Linked DNA regions of Mus musculus: all the other regions are linked to region 4. A link is a contact called in public HiChIP or PLAC-seq and promoter capture Hi-C data. All regions are on one chromosome and are shown on one strand. Each heading gives the region's core, a stretch centred on a gene start, on an enhancer-like site or on the middle of the called end of the contact. The rest is flanking DNA. Distances are from core to core; before and after follow the strand shown. Region 1 holds the start of Sae1 (SUMO1 activating enzyme subunit 1). Region 2 holds the start of Pnmal2 (PNMA-like 2). Region 3 holds the start of Slc1a5 (solute carrier family 1 (neutral amino acid transporter), member 5). Region 4 holds the start of Sympk (symplekin). Region 5 holds the start of Dhx34 (DEAH (Asp-Glu-Ala-His) box polypeptide 34).

Region 1 (2,877 bases), core at 170-2,669, 2.6 Mb after region 4:
ACTGGGATTTATTCTAATTTTTTTTTTTTTTGAGGTAGAGTCCTGCTATGTGGTCCAGACTGGCTTTGAACTCTGTTTTTTTTTTTTTAAAGATTTATTTATTATTATATCTTAGTACATTGTAGCTATCTTCAGACACACTAGAGGAGGGCATGTGGTTGCTGGGATTTGAACTCAGAACCTTTGGAAGAGAAGTCAGTGTTCTTAACTGCTGAGCCATCTCGCCAGCCCCAGCTTTGAACTCTCTCTCTTTTTTTAAAGATTTATTTATTAATTTTATTTATGTGAGTGCACTGTAGCTGTCTTCAAACACACACCAGAAGAGGGCATCAGATCCCATTAGAGATGGTTGTGAGCCACCAGGTGGTTGCTGAAAATTGAACTCAGGACCTCTGGAAGAGTAGTCAGTGCTCTTAACCACTGAGCCATCTCTCCAGCCCCAGCTTTGAACTCTTTTTTGTTTGTTTGTTTGTTTGTTTGTTTTTGTTTTTTGAGACAGGGTTTCTCTATATAGCCCTGGCTGTCCTGGAACTCACTCTGTAGACCAGGCTGGCCTCCAACTCAGAGATCTTCCTGCCTCTGCCTCCAGAGTGCTGGGATTAAAGCTCTGGGCAGCCATCATCACCCAGCATCAGCCTTGGTTTTTGACCCAGGATATCTTCATTGGGATATGGGTTTGTTGGTTAGATAAGTGTGGGTCTGAGCAAGGCCCAGAAAACCTTCTCCCAAGTGCTGGGATTACAAATCTGCACTACAAATTTGTTTGTTTGTTTGTTTTGTTTTTGTTTTAAATAGGAATATAGATATTAAACTCAGGCAAGCACTTTACTGAGCCATCTTTTCAGTCCTTGACGGTTTTGAGACAGGATCTCATTCGTAGTAATTCTCCTACTTCAGCCTTGTGAAGGCATGAATGCTGGGATTACAGGCACGAGCTCATAAATTTAGGTTTGCTTCTGTTAACAGGATCTCATGTAACCCAGGCTGGCCTTTAACTTTTGATTCCTTTCACTTATTTTTGTCCAAAAGCTGTGATTACAGGCATAGCCCACCATGATCAATTTGAGTCTTGCATCTTACATAAGGATTTGAGAATGTGTCAGGAGAGGAGAGGGCAGAGAGGAGTCCTTCCTCTTTTTCTGTCCAGGAGGAAAGTCTAGCTTTCTTTTGTTTTATTTTTTTCGCCTCAATAGGTAGTGAGCTCCATGTGTTGTTATTTTAAAGTAGTATCTTTATTTCACCACACCATCGATGCTGGAATCCCGGTGACAACTCGATCCAGATCCGCTTCATAAATGACCGCGTGGACATCCTCGAGGAATCAAAACACCCGCCACTTTTCTTTTTTTTTCTTTTTCCTCTCCGGGATTGATTGGCGTCTCCATCACGTGATGGGGCAGCGAGCGGGCCTTGGAGTCTTCGGTATCCACGTGGTCTCCCGCAAAGCACGGAGGTGGCACTGCGCAGGCGCGGCTCTCTGCGCAGGCGCAAGCGCGTCCCCGGTGCACGGACTCGCTGCTGGCGGTTAGCGAGAGCGGGAGCGGGTGAGCTGAAAGCCGGCGCCATGGTAGAGAAGGAGGAGGCTGGCGGCGGCGGCGGCGGTGGCATCAGCGAGGAGGAGGCAGCGCAGTATGACCGACAGATCCGCCTGTGGGGACTGGAGGCCCAGAAGCGGTGAGGGGCGCCGCGGGCATCCTGCGGGCCGGCGTGTGGGCCCTGAGGGAGTGGGTGCGGCCCTGTTGTGGAGCGGAGGCGGGATTGCTGCACTTGGGTTTCCTAGTGCTTCAGAACTGACGAATGGACGGTGTTTCTGCAAAGTACCGGAGGTGGAGATGTCCCCTGTGTAGTATTGAGAGTGTCCTTGGAGGAGGCGGGGGAGAGGGAGGATTTGAACTTGAGGCTCCCTCGGTGTCAGTACCTGGTGATGGTGGGATTTAGGTGAGGCTTGTAGGGTCTAAGTGGGGTGAGCATTAGTGCAAAATAGGGGGGTGGCGGGCTGAGCTCATTAATTTCTATGCATGGGAACCTGTGTTGGACGCCCTGGGGACTTGACAAACCCCACAGGCTCCTCTAGAGGAGTGCTTGAGGGCAAGTCCTGACAAAGGGACCCCTGGAGAGGCGCAGAGTGGCCCAATTTATTCAGCACACAGCTACAGACGTTGGGTTGTTTGTTTGTTTGTTTGTTTTTCTTTCCCCTTCCCCCAGACCAGGTTTCTCTCTGTGGCCCTGGCTGTCCTGGGCCTCGCTCTGTAGACGATCTCAAACTCAGAGATCTGCCTGCTTCTGCATCCCGAATGAGTACAGGGATTAAAAAGGCACGTGCCATCACGCCTGGCTTCCTTAACATATTCAAGTTATAAATTATATTTTGTGGGGATATGGTTGTTCATATTTTTAATTCTAGTACTCCTGAGGCAGAGGCAGGAGTATGTCTGTGAGTTCGAGGTTAGTCTGAGCTATGTAGTTCCAACACAGCCAGGGCTACCACAGTGAGATCCTGACTCAAATCAAAACAAACTCCAAAGGTAATTGTTTTTATAGCTTAGGCTGGCTTTGAACTTGCAGAGATCTTACTTGTCTTAAGTGCTGAGATAAATACATGCATCATCACACATTGGCTCCCTAGGCATTTTTGGGGGGAGCATTTTTTGGGGGAGAGGTTTTAGAATTTTATGTTTTGACTTCTCTGTACGTTTTCCATGGTGTTGATGTGGATGCCAAAGGACAACTTTGTGAAGTCAGTTCCTTTATGTAGATTTTTGAGGTCTAAACTCAGGTTGCCAGGTGTCCCCCAGGCATTTGAGACAAGCACTTTACTTGGTGAGGCATCTTACTTGGGCTCCTTGAGCATTTTTTATTGAACTAAATAGGCTCCTT
Region 2 (2,700 bases), core at 53-2,552, 2.1 Mb after region 4:
GGGGGTATCTCTCACAGCCAGTAGCGCGACTAAATCAGGAACCCCGCTCTTTTCGTCTTTGATGTTTAAGCAGATAGACTCTGTCCCAGGAAGGTCTTTCTCTATCTCTTCCTTCTTAGCTTTGTCGGTGACAGTGACAAGTGCCAAGAATTCTCGGGGGCCATCTCCTTCTTCCTGGTCACCCCGAAAGGCCCACTTCTTGGTGAGCTCTTTGGCAGCTGCTTGGAGCGTGGCATACAGGGCCCTCTGGTCTTCATCTACGCTCAGGTCCTCTGCGTAGATCTCCTCTATGACGATACCCAGGCTGTCATCAGAAGAGTCTTCCGACTCACTCCTGGCTCGCCGCCCTCCCCGGCTCCTCTTCTGGCCCTTCTGAGCCGTCAACTTGTGGCTTCTGGATCGGCGCTTGCCTCCCCGACGGCCCCGACGGCCGCTCCTAGCTGCCCCTTCAGAGGAGCCAGCCTTCTTGGCCTCCTTCCCTAATCCCTTGGCCTGGGCTTGGGCCTCCAATACCAGAGGGATGGCTATTTCTCTGAAGTCATCCATGGGCCTTTCATCCAGCAACAGGCGCCTCATCTGCCTAAGGACCCGCGCATCTTGCCCGCGGTCCTTACTCAGGATTTTCCAAATCCCATTCTCTCCCCTAATGTGGATAGGTATGGCAGAGTGATCGAAGTCTGCCCCAAATTCTACAAGGGCTGCCTGAGACTTCTCTTTGGTTACAGCTCTCACAGTCCGAAGCCTGTAGTTGCCCAGGGGCTGCAAGTTCGGACTCAGGGTAGCTTCGATGTCCGCCTGCTGCAGGCGCTCAGGGATGCCCGTGATCAGGAGGGCCCTGTGCACCTCCACTTCCAGCTCCTTACACCAATCTTGCAGAAGGTTCATCGTCATGGCGCTGCCCGGCGGAGGCTAATCTTAGGCGGGAGGGAGCCCGAGAAAGGGGTGGGCTACTGAACACAGGCTAGGTCAATCCCACTCTGGAAAGGCCACCAGCAGGGTGAGAGTCCAGACTCCGGGTTTGGGGCTGTAGGCTATAGCTACCTGCTAGCTTGCCGGACTCAACGGTCTTCCCCCGGGGCAATCCGAGGGTCCGCAGGGGGCTTACGTGTACTTTCTCCGGGCTGTCCCGGGTTGCTCCTCCCTTCCCTTTGTCCCTGACAACCTAGGTGACTGGACACCGCTGGTGGAGTACAGGAGGGCGACGATCAACGCACCTGGTGGGCGTGGGGGTGAGTGAGAGCAGCGGCTCGCCTGTGCTCCCGCGGAGTCTGGAGTGAAGCGCGTACCCGGGTCTAGACGCTCAGCGGGGCCGCTGCGGAACGGCAGCCTCGGTCTGCGCCTGCGCGGACCCAATCACCTCTCCGCCCCCTCCTGCTAGTCCCCGTCTCCATAGTAACACTGCAGGCTGCAGCTGGGGTCTGCCCGGGTACGGTCGCAGCAGCTGCTCTTAAAGGGCCAGGTGGGAAGGAGGGTTTAGGGACTAGTGAGCCAAGAAGGAAGACAAAGTCACTGTGAAAACCACTGAAGGTGATCAGTCTCACTTCAAGGGATAGACAGACACCTCCTTGGAAAGAATAGAGGCTTCCACCAGGGTCATTTATTCTGGCTTTGTTTTTTGAAGCAAGGCCAGGCTAGCCTTGAACTTGCCATGTAGCCAAGGATGACCTTGAACTTCTGATTCTCCTGCTTCCGCCCTCCTGCGATTACAGGCCTCAGTGGTGTCTAGCCTGCGCTGTTTTATTAATACGTCTCTGGGGCTCGGGGCCAGGGTTTTCTGCATGCTGCGTAAGCACTCTACCAACCGAACTACATCCTCATTCCTGCGGGACAGATAGACCTCTGATTAATAAAGCCCCAAATCAAACTGTCCTTTGGAGGTGTAACCTCACACGGGCTCTATGTTTTACCGTATCCTCAATAGCAAGCAGAAACGCCCCGGTCAGCTGTCCTTTATGAGCCAAGGGGTATCATTTCGGGTGTGTGGTACTCAGTATGTGGGTACCAGACTCATGGAGACCAGCTTCACTCATGGATGTCCCTATATTCTGCTTCTGAAACGGGATCTCACTTTGTAGGCCAGTTTAGCCTAGAACTGTGTAGCTCAGGTTAGCCACAAACTCATAGAGATCTGTCAGCCTCTGCCTCTGCCCTCTGCCCTCTGCCTTCTGCCTTTGCTTGCTGAATGCTGGATTGACGTTGTATGCTAGCACACCTGGATCCTTTTGGGGTTTGGTTTTTGAAACAGGATATCACTATGTAGCCCAGGCTAGCCTCAAAGTCCTGGTAATCCTCCTGCCTCAGAATGCTGGGATCATAGGTGTGAGCCACTGTACCCAGATATTCCAAATTTTTTATTTTGAAATTTTTGTTTTATTTATGATTTGTGTGTGTGTGTGTGTGTGCATATGTACGATGCATGTGCGGTGGGGCATGCCTGTGCACAGCATATGTATGGAGGTCAGAGGACAACTTTTAGGTCAGCTCTCACCTACCACCATACCCATGGTCCATTGCTTTAAAGGCCCTTGAGCTGCCTGTCCCTCCCTCTATGAGTTGAATAGACTATCTGTTGGATTTATATTCTATCCTTATTGCTTTCTCAGCAGCAACTTCGAGAATCTTCTAGAACTTTCCCTGATCTGTTTGCTTCTCTGTGAAATGGTGACAGCCATTGTTCCTTTTCCTAAGGGTCTCCTGGAG
Region 3 (2,779 bases), core at 218-2,717, 2.2 Mb after region 4:
GACAGGCTTGGCTGTACGAGACCCTGTACTGTCTCCAAAAAGCGTAACAAGACTAAGAAGGCTTATTATTTTTCCTTCCTCTAAAAGCCCTCCATGTTTAGGCCCGCCCCCAAATTTGGAGAACTTCCGTAAAAGTTCACCCTTCCAAGATGTTAGCGGTCCTGTCACCGTTACCTTATTTTCCTAGATTCTAGAAGGCATGACTCAATCTGGAGGACTCAACCTTGGTGACTAGTGGCGGCACACACGGGTAATCCCTGTACTCAGAGGGGGTAAAGCAGAAAGATTGCACGCTTGCACTGGCCCCTAACCACCCCACTGCCTGGCGGGAACGTACCTCACGAGATCTAGAAAGGAATCCAGCACCTCTTTGGTTGGTGCACTGCGGGCACAGGGGTCTACAACAGAGTCGTTGATGGAGGTGATGGCGGTAACGGCGGCGCCCGGCTTCAGCGCCAGGGCCAAACCCACGCCGAGCGCCGACGCGAGCAGTGTGGTGACCAGGAAAAAGAGCAGCGCCCAGGCGCCCACACGACCGAGCGCGCTAGGGTCCAAGCTGGCTGCACCTCCGATCAGGCTGCACACCACGAGCGGCAGGATGATCATCTTCAGCAGACGCAGCAGCAGCTCTCCCGGGAAGGCGAAAGCGGTCAAGCGCGCGGGACCCAGCGCGTCAGCACCGCCCGCCGCCGAGACCCCCAGCCCCAGCCCCACGCCAGCCACCACCGCAGCCACCGTGAGCAGCACCAGCAGGTTGGCGCGAATGCAGCGGCGCACCCGGTCACGGGAACCGCAGCAACCACCTGCTTTCGCACTCTGGTCCTCTCTGGATCCCAGCGCGGGGCCACCGTTCGCGGTGGAATCCACCGCTACTACCCCTTTGGGGTCAGCCTTAGGGGGATCCACTGCCATGCTGAGCCGTAACAGGGAGGTTCCTTGTGAGCCTGGAGACTAGGTGTGACGTCCTTAGGACCGAGAATGGAGGCTGAAACTTTGCAGCGGTCCTTGAAGTTATGCGTCCACCGGATCTCGGAAACTGGAGGGTCCTAGGCTCCCTGAGCTGTATGCGGAGATCCCTTTATTTTTCCTGGTGATGTCGAATCCCCGAAAACTGGGAGTTGAGAGCGCCTTGTTGGAGTAGGGAACAGCTCTTCAGAGGGTTCTTTGACTCCCTGAAGGAGTAAGGAAACTCAGGTAGCTGAGGTCTTCAGGAAGCTCAACCCAAGTGGCATAGATCCGGGATGCCTTGCTCCGGGAGACCGAGATCCCAGGATTAGGACGCCTGGCTCTCGGACTCTTGGGTACTGGAGCCCTAGAAGGAGTGGACCGAGCGTTTCGGGCTCTGGAGAGAAAAATCAAATTTCCAGATGCAAATAGGAAGCAGCCCGGGGGATATGGAAAGTGGCGCCAAGGAGAAACCTCCCAGGCCGCGCCGCGTGTCTCTGAGGCTGCTAGACGGAAGCGACCAGGATTAAAGGCGGAGGGGCGTGACTTGAAAAAGCGGAGGGCGGGACTTGAAAAGGCGGAGGCCGTCCCGCAAGCGCTGATTGGTTATGGAACATTCGGCGCCAGGTGGCGAGCGAGGGGCGGAGCCAAGATCACAGTGGGCAACCTAGGGTGAATAACAATGCATAGCCAGGGGCGGGGCCGGGGCAAGGGCATCGAGCCAGAAAGGGTGCAAAGCCTCCAAAAGGGGCGGGGCGTTGGGAAACTATCCAACCCACACCCACCCACACGCACCTCACCACTGGTCAAAAGAATCTAATTGTGGATCATATCTGATATTCCACAGAAGGACCCCTAGAAAGGGCAGACAGATGAGTGGCACACACCTTTAATCCCTGCTCTCAGGAGGCAGAGGCAGGCAGATAGATCTCTGTGAGTTCAAGATCAGCCTTGGTTGGTCTACAGAGCGAGTTCTAGGGCTGCCAGGGCTACATAAAGAAAAAGAAACCCAGTCTGTAGAAACAAATTGGGGAAAGGGAGGGAGGAGGGGCCAGTAGGCCCCAACATTGAATGTGGGGGATTTGAACTCAGGCCCTCATGCTTGAGCTGCAACCCAGTCTCTTTCCTCAGATAGTCACAGATTGGGTCCTCCCCACAGGAGCATGGCACATGCAACACACACAAATAAACAAATATATAAATAAATGTAGCAAAAAATATTTAAATGGCCAGTTCACCACAAACATTCTTAGTTTAGACACTGTTACCCATCAACTGTAAGAATAACAGACTTAGAGAGGAGGAGGAGGAGGAGGAGGAAGAGGAGGAGGAAAGAGGTCTGCTGAATCCAGAATCTTTGGGACATGTAGGGTGGGGAAAATGAGGCTGAAGTTTGTGGATCAGGATTGGCTAGGAGCGTTCTGCCCCACTGCCTGCCCCTAGTAAGAGAAATACTCAAACTGGTTCCAGCCAGCTCTTTGGCCCAACCTCCTACCCGGATTCCTTGTGATTTCATCAGTGGGAGAAAGGTCTGGGGCTTCCCAAAGGGTGAAGCAGGGTAGTGAGAGGCTGGGCTGAAGGAGGAGGACAGCCAAGAGTCCCTTCCTGAACTCTGTTGACCACTTGAGAAACGCCCTGAAGAATGGCTCTTTTGGAAAGTCTGGAGCTTGCCTGGAGGTGGAGCAAAGGAGGCTACAGGGCTCAGTCTGTTCTACCAGGCGCTCACCCGCAGCTCTCAGGACTGCAATCCCAACTATGGAAGGATTCCAAGGTCATGACCAGCCTGGGCCACAGACATCAGAGTAAAGATGGGAATGAGGGGCTGCTGGGAAAG
Region 4 (2,700 bases), core at 186-2,685:
TTAGGCTGTGCTAGCTGGGGAACTCAGGGCTTGTATAGTAAGAGCACTTGTGTGCCAAGTAACTTTGTAATCCCCCTGCCCCAGTCTCTTAACTAGGTCTGTGTCATCAAGTCTGGCTTAAATCACCTCCAGATGACCTAATTCAACATACAATGTAAACAACGTTGTTACATTGTATTGTTGAGGGAGGATGTAAAATTTTAAAGTCAGTGTAAACCATTTTCCTGACTATTTCAATCTTAAGATTGGCTGAATCCACGCATGTGAACTTCCAAGACAAGCTGATGGTCAACTTTATAGAAACTATTTTCTATTTCACTTTTTTTTCTCTTAGTAAATACTGAGCTCAGTCTATTTTCCACCTTCCTTTCTTTCCACGGTTGCAAATCATTTTATTACGTAAATATAGTGATTTCTGCTAGACTTCCCACTGAAGGACAGCCGGGATGTTTGCAGTCTGGCTATCAGAAACATTAACACTGTTTTCCCCTCTCTGGTTGTGTGCTCAGCATTGAACCGCCCCTCCCACCAGGAAGTACGATGACTTTCCCGTTATCCTAAAGAGTGGATCTCCAAGTGTTTTTGTTTGTTTGTTTGTTTGTTTGTTTTTTGTATTTTCTGTATTCATTCAACGAGCATCGCCTAAGCAACACCAGTGTATGTTGGGCGCGAGCTGTGCTGGGAGGCAGGCACCAGGACACACTCTGTCCTCTCTTACACAGAGCCCAGGGTCAGGGACCTCCTCACGCAGCACACAAATAAAATCCTAATAACAAGTTCGACCACACGTGACGAGAAGGCAAGGCAAGGGGACCTAGGAGAGCCTTCAGCAGGCGGATTTGAGGAAGGAGGGAGGCAAACGGAGGTTTTGCAGGGGCAGTGACGTGGGGTGCCGAGCCCCCCAACCCCGAAGATGAAAGGGAGTTAGGCCGAAGGATAACAGCACGTTTCCAGGGCGGGGGACACTGGGGAGGAACAGCCTGTGCAAAGGCCCGGAGGTGGGAAGCTTCGCACACGGCCAGTCTGGGGAAGTGAAGGGCCCGGTGCAGCAGTGTGCGGAGCGGGGGACGAGCCAGGGCCAGGCTGGTGGCCCAGGAGGTCTGCGCGGCCACGGTGGAACTTTGGCCCCGGGGGACCGGGAAGCCAAAGAAGGCAAGGATGGGTCCCGAGCAGTGTGGGAAGAAGCGGGGGCCCGCGACCCCGCTGCTCCCGGCCCTCGCCGAGGCCCTCCCCATCGCTCGCGCCCCGGCCTTGTCAGCGCCCCCCCTCCCCCCACCCCAGGACCTCACGCCGCCACCCGCTCACCGCGACTCCGGCCTCTGTCCCCCTCGCGCCCCCTCAGCAGCGCCTCTCCGCAGACGCTGCCGCCGCCGCCATCTTCCGCCCGCCGCCGTGACACGGCGCAGGCGCTGCACTAGTAGGGCCGCCGGGAAATGGAGTCCGGCACCGCGGCCGGTCCCCGCCCCTAAGGCGTGCCGCGTCGGCAGCCGCCCGCCCTCCCCGGGCGTCCACCGGAGCGGCCGCCATTTCCGGCCTTCGAGCGCCATGCCTTCTGGGAAATGTAGTCCGCGCTGCGCAGGCGCCGGACGGAAATGGGAACGAAGGCTTCTGGGAAATGGAGTTCCCAGCGGTCCGGAGTCCCTCTCCCTAGACGGCTGGCTAACGTTGAGTGGAGAGTGCTGTGAGTGGAGTTTCTGGGTCTTAGAGGAGATCTGGTGCCTTAATGGGGTCTGAGCAGAAGCCCTGAGCCTTTCCACCGCCGACCCTGACTCTGTACGGAGCCTGCAACATTCGCAGACGTCAAAAGCCTCAGTCTTCCTGTCTGTCCAATGGGAATGTGGTTTCAGGAATCTCTGCGGGCTACTTAAACGGTGTTGTATAGGGACTTGTGGAGTCCTGAGCTCTGTCAACCTCCTTTCTTTCGTGGAAGACATGCGGGGTTCTAGAGTTTCCCTCCTTTAGCTGGAGATGATGAAACACTTAGAGGCAGAAAGATTCCCCGGCTCCCGCTCTGTTGCTCTAGGGCTTTTGGGATCAGCAGGGTGTGGCTCTCTACCCCACGCCTTGTAGTCCCCGACTCTTCATCCATCGCAAGCTTCCAGGTGCCAGGACCGAGGCTCCCAGTGCCTGAGGTCTCTCTTCTTGAGATCCCGCAGGGGGCGCCCCAATCCGAGGGCGCCGCGCTCGGGGAGGCGGGCGGGGAGCCCGGGGCGGGCCCGGGAGGGGGTGTCCCGGCTATAAAAAGTGGCTGCCTCCCAAGGCGCCTGGGCCAGCGGGACTCCCGGGCTGTGTGCCTCAGGTCGGAACTCGGGGCTAGTGCCTGTAGAGAGACCGAAGCACTCGGTTCCCCCAGGGGGGCCTCAGCCTGGGTGTGTGGGGGCGCAGGCCCCGGGGATGCTGGGCTCAGTGAAGATGGAGGCTCATGACCTGGCCGAGTGGAGCTACTACCCGGAGGCGGGCGAGGTGTGTCCTCGGGGATGGCGGAGCGGGAAATGGGGGGCAGGTGTGGGGCTTAAATGCAAGCAGGCGCTGTGGTGTGGGCCCAGGTGGGAGCAACAGACCTGAGGACACAGATTCTAGGTGTGGGAGTCGGGGGACAAGGTTTGGGAGAACGATTTAGACTGCAGATCCATGCGAAGGCTTGCTTCCAACGGAAGAAAATGTTAGCAATGAAACCTCGAAGTTATACTTGAAAGGTGT
Region 5 (2,833 bases), core at 60-2,559, 2.8 Mb after region 4:
TCCACTTTTACGGAGCACACATCTTACTGGAGGACACAGAGATAGTCACAAAAGTAAGATTAAATAGGACGGGGTGAAGAACATTCCAGCGCTCAGGAGGCGGTGGTGGAAGGATGAGTAGTTGGAGCCTGGGCAAAGGAGAAAGTTCTTGTCTGAAATACATGAATAAGCAAAGAAATAAAATATTGAGCAATAATGCCCGCTCTGTGGAGGGAGCTGCTTTTAGAAGCAAGGTCAGAGATGACAGCTTCAGTGCACTAATATCTGAATGGGGGGAAAAAGTGAGCTGCACAGAGAAACCAGAAGAGGAAACAGAGAACTCAAAACCTGGCTACAACCCAGCCTGGCCTATATATTTTTATATATGCTTTTCAGCGACTTTTTTTTTTTTTTGCAACAAGTTTTCTTAGGTTATCGATGGGGAAACTGAGGCTCAGTTCCCCAGTGATTGGCACATCGAGGAGTACTGTGTAGTTTTCTCTGGAGTCTTTTCTCACCCATTTAGTCATTAATTTAACATGTGTGGCTCTAGAGAGGGCTTTAAGGGGACACAAGACTGATCAGCACAGAGCTGGTCCCTGGCTTAAGGCTGCTGGGGTTACATCTGATTATTTATTAGTGAGTTATAGTGATAGAGTGACCACATGACTGTCTTATTAATTTAATTAGGTTTTTGAGATGGTCTAGATATGTAGTCCTGGATGACCTGAACTCACTATGTAGTCCAGGCTGGCCTTGAACTTACCGAGATCCACCTCCCTTTGCCTCCCAAGTGCTGGAATTTAAGGCGTGCACTAGTTCGCCCAGTCACGGGACTGTTTTAATAGTGTTTGAGCTCCCTTGCTGACCCTAAACTTTTTGTTTGTTTGTTTGTTTGTTTTTTTGAGAGAGGGTTTCTCTGTGTAGCTCTGGCTGTCCTGGAACTCACTCTGTAGACCAGGCTGGCCTCGAACTCAGAAATCCGCCTGCCTCTGCCTCCCAAGTGCTGGGATTAGAGGCGTGCGTTGTTTTGTTTTTTGGACCCGAAACTTTTGACTTTCTAGTAATTCTGGGTTTACAGGGCTGTGGAGAGGACACGGCTAGGGACTGGCACTTACCTATAACCCCTCCTCTGGCCTCTAGAGGGCGTCAAATCACCCAAAACACTGCCTGAAGCCAGGTGCCCAAGAGCGCTTTGTGCGATGGGCATTGGCCCGCCCGCTACTCCCTATTGGGCTTCATTGTACGGAGAGGCCAGGTCGCGCTTTCGCGATCTGCGCATGCGCAGTCTGGAGAGTGGCGGGAGCGTGCGCAGGCGCAGACCATTTAGGACCGGAAGTTGAGGCGTCCGTGCTATTTCGGAGGTAAGGGGCGGGGCGTGTGTGCGGGGTGTCTGCGTGGCTTTGGTCCCTGGTGCAGGATTTGTGTGGGGCTATAGTTCCGAGCGAGCAGGGGAGTCAAGAGAACCCCAATTTTAATGAAGGAATGTGCCAGGACCCAGAGAGCTCTGGCGGTGCGCGATTCTTAGAAGCTGGAGGACCAAGAGGCCCGGAACTGAAACCACAGAGGGAACAAGTTTCTGAGAAAGGGAGAGAAAAGGGGACCAGGGTGATGGGGTGCCTGCAAGAGAGGCTCACAAGGGCGCCAGGAAGAGATTGGCAAGAAAGCCTGGATGGTGGTGAGACCCACAGTTATGAAAAGATGGAGTTTGAAACAGAACCTTGAAAGTTGGAGGTGATAGTAGAGTCGTGCTGAAAAATGGCGAAAGGAAGAAATGCACCCCAGATTTGCGTTCCTCGCACTGCTTATTTAGCTTAGCAAAATAGAGTGGAAATAGTCTTAATGTTGTGAGAAAGTGAACATATATGTATACATATGTGATTGAGACTACACAGAAATACCGGAGTGGTAGCTGTAAAGAAAGGCACCATTGGTAGATAAAAGTATTGACTGGAGAACTGTAAACAAATAGAGGGCCGGGAGCTAGGTGCTGGATCTGAGCACAGGAGGCTGAAGCAGGAGGATTGTGAGTTAAAGGCCAACCCAGTCTACATAGGATGACTCTTGTCTCCAAAAATAAATAAATTTGAGGAAAAGTTGAAACAAGATGGAGAAAGTGGAGAAATTCAAATGGAGGTCTGAGGAAGAGAGGGAGGGAGGGAGAGAGAGAGAGAGAGAGAGGAGAGAGAGGGGAGAGAGGGAGAAATAGAGAAATAGAAAGAGAGGTATTGGGAAGATGGCCCGGTAAGCCATACTTGGACATAATGGTGCTTACTTGCAGTCCCAGCACTTATGTGGTGGAGACTGGATGGTGAGTGAGTTCAAGGTCATGCTTATCTGTGTGGAGAGTTCAAGGTTAGGCTAAACTACCTGAGACCCCAAACCAAATGAAGGAGTAAAATGCCCGAGGGAACAGACCCATTGGCAGCCATGGGTGCTGATGTTGGGCCTAGTGTGAGTCAGGGTTTTTGTTGCCTAGAAGGAGCTTTCTCCTCCTTACTGTCCCAGTCTTTTTCTGAGGATCACTGGCTCCATCTTCTAGCAGCTTTCCAAGGCCTGGTCCTCATTCCCTTCTAGAATAGAGTTCTCTCAGTCCTGTCATCACCGAGCTTCAGTCTTTACTCAGAAGTGTTGTACTCTGCAGTGTCTGCTATGTTTGTGGGACTCACAAGGTCTTCCTCCCTGGACACTCAAAGGTAGCTCTAACAACTCCCAAGAGGGGACCAAGTCCCTCCCACCCCTGTGACTGCATAAAGCCAACCTCTGGGCTCTTTCATGATGACCCTTGAGAGAATGAAGGCTGAGTTGGGTTTGCTAATGCCATCGAGAGAGAATTCCTGGCCTTTTGTGTTAT

Evidence for each region. Promoter capture Hi-C pulls out the DNA fragments that hold promoters and counts their contacts. HiChIP or PLAC-seq counts read pairs in DNA pulled down with a chosen protein or histone mark.
Region 1: a promoter capture Hi-C map of liver shows a contact between it and region 4, with 4 times the contacts expected there. The contact joins the promoter of Sae1 here to the promoter of Sympk in region 4. A contact is called at or near these places in 6 of 39 promoter capture datasets (the C10 cell line, cranial neural crest, embryonic stem cells and 3 more).
Region 2: a promoter capture Hi-C map of hippocampal neurons shows a contact between it and region 4, with 6 times the contacts expected there. The contact joins the promoter of Pnmal2 here to the promoter of Sympk in region 4. A contact is called at or near these places in 7 of 39 promoter capture datasets (cranial neural crest, embryonic stem cells, frontonasal cranial neural crest and 3 more) and 7 of 115 datasets of contacts at active chromatin or transcription factors (VIP interneurons, embryonic forebrain, embryonic hindbrain and 2 more).
Region 3: an H3K27ac HiChIP or PLAC-seq map of the NIH/3T3 cell line shows a contact between it and region 4, with 12 times the contacts expected there. The contact joins the promoter of Slc1a5 here to the promoter of Sympk in region 4. A contact is called at or near these places in 2 of 39 promoter capture datasets (embryonic stem cells and stem cell-derived epiblast-like cells) and 6 of 115 datasets of contacts at active chromatin or transcription factors (the NIH/3T3 cell line, embryonic stem cells, fetal liver and 1 more).
Region 5: a contact with region 4 is called in a promoter capture Hi-C map of cranial neural crest. The contact joins the promoter of Dhx34 here to the promoter of Sympk in region 4. A contact is called at or near these places in 2 of 39 promoter capture datasets (cranial neural crest and embryonic stem cells).

Annotation. Positions count from the first base shown.
Region 1 is chr7:16,386,438-16,389,314 of GRCm38.p6, reverse strand. It overlaps Sae1 (SUMO1 activating enzyme subunit 1), which reads left to right and starts at 1,419. Exons shown (of 9, transcript NM_019748.3): 1 at 1,419-1,674. The coding sequence starts at 1,565.
Region 2 is chr7:16,943,284-16,945,983 of GRCm38.p6, reverse strand. Pnmal2 (PNMA-like 2) reads right to left here and starts at 1,302. Exons shown (of 1, transcript NM_001099636.2): 1 at 1-1,302. The coding sequence starts at 891.
Region 3 is chr7:16,780,034-16,782,812 of GRCm38.p6, reverse strand. Slc1a5 (solute carrier family 1 (neutral amino acid transporter), member 5) reads right to left here and starts at 1,467. Exons shown (of 9, transcript NM_009201.2): 1 at 338-1,467. The coding sequence starts at 912.
Region 4 is chr7:19,023,112-19,025,811 of GRCm38.p6, reverse strand. It overlaps Sympk (symplekin), which reads right to left and starts at 1,435. Exons shown (of 27, transcript NM_026605.2): 1 at 1,306-1,435. It overlaps Foxa3 (forkhead box A3), which reads left to right and starts at 2,273. Exons shown (of 2, transcript NM_008260.2): 1 at 2,273-2,463. The coding sequence starts at 2,395.
Region 5 is chr7:16,220,508-16,223,340 of GRCm38.p6, reverse strand. Dhx34 (DEAH (Asp-Glu-Ala-His) box polypeptide 34) reads left to right here and starts at 1,309. Exons shown (of 17, transcript NM_027883.3): 1 at 1,309-1,343.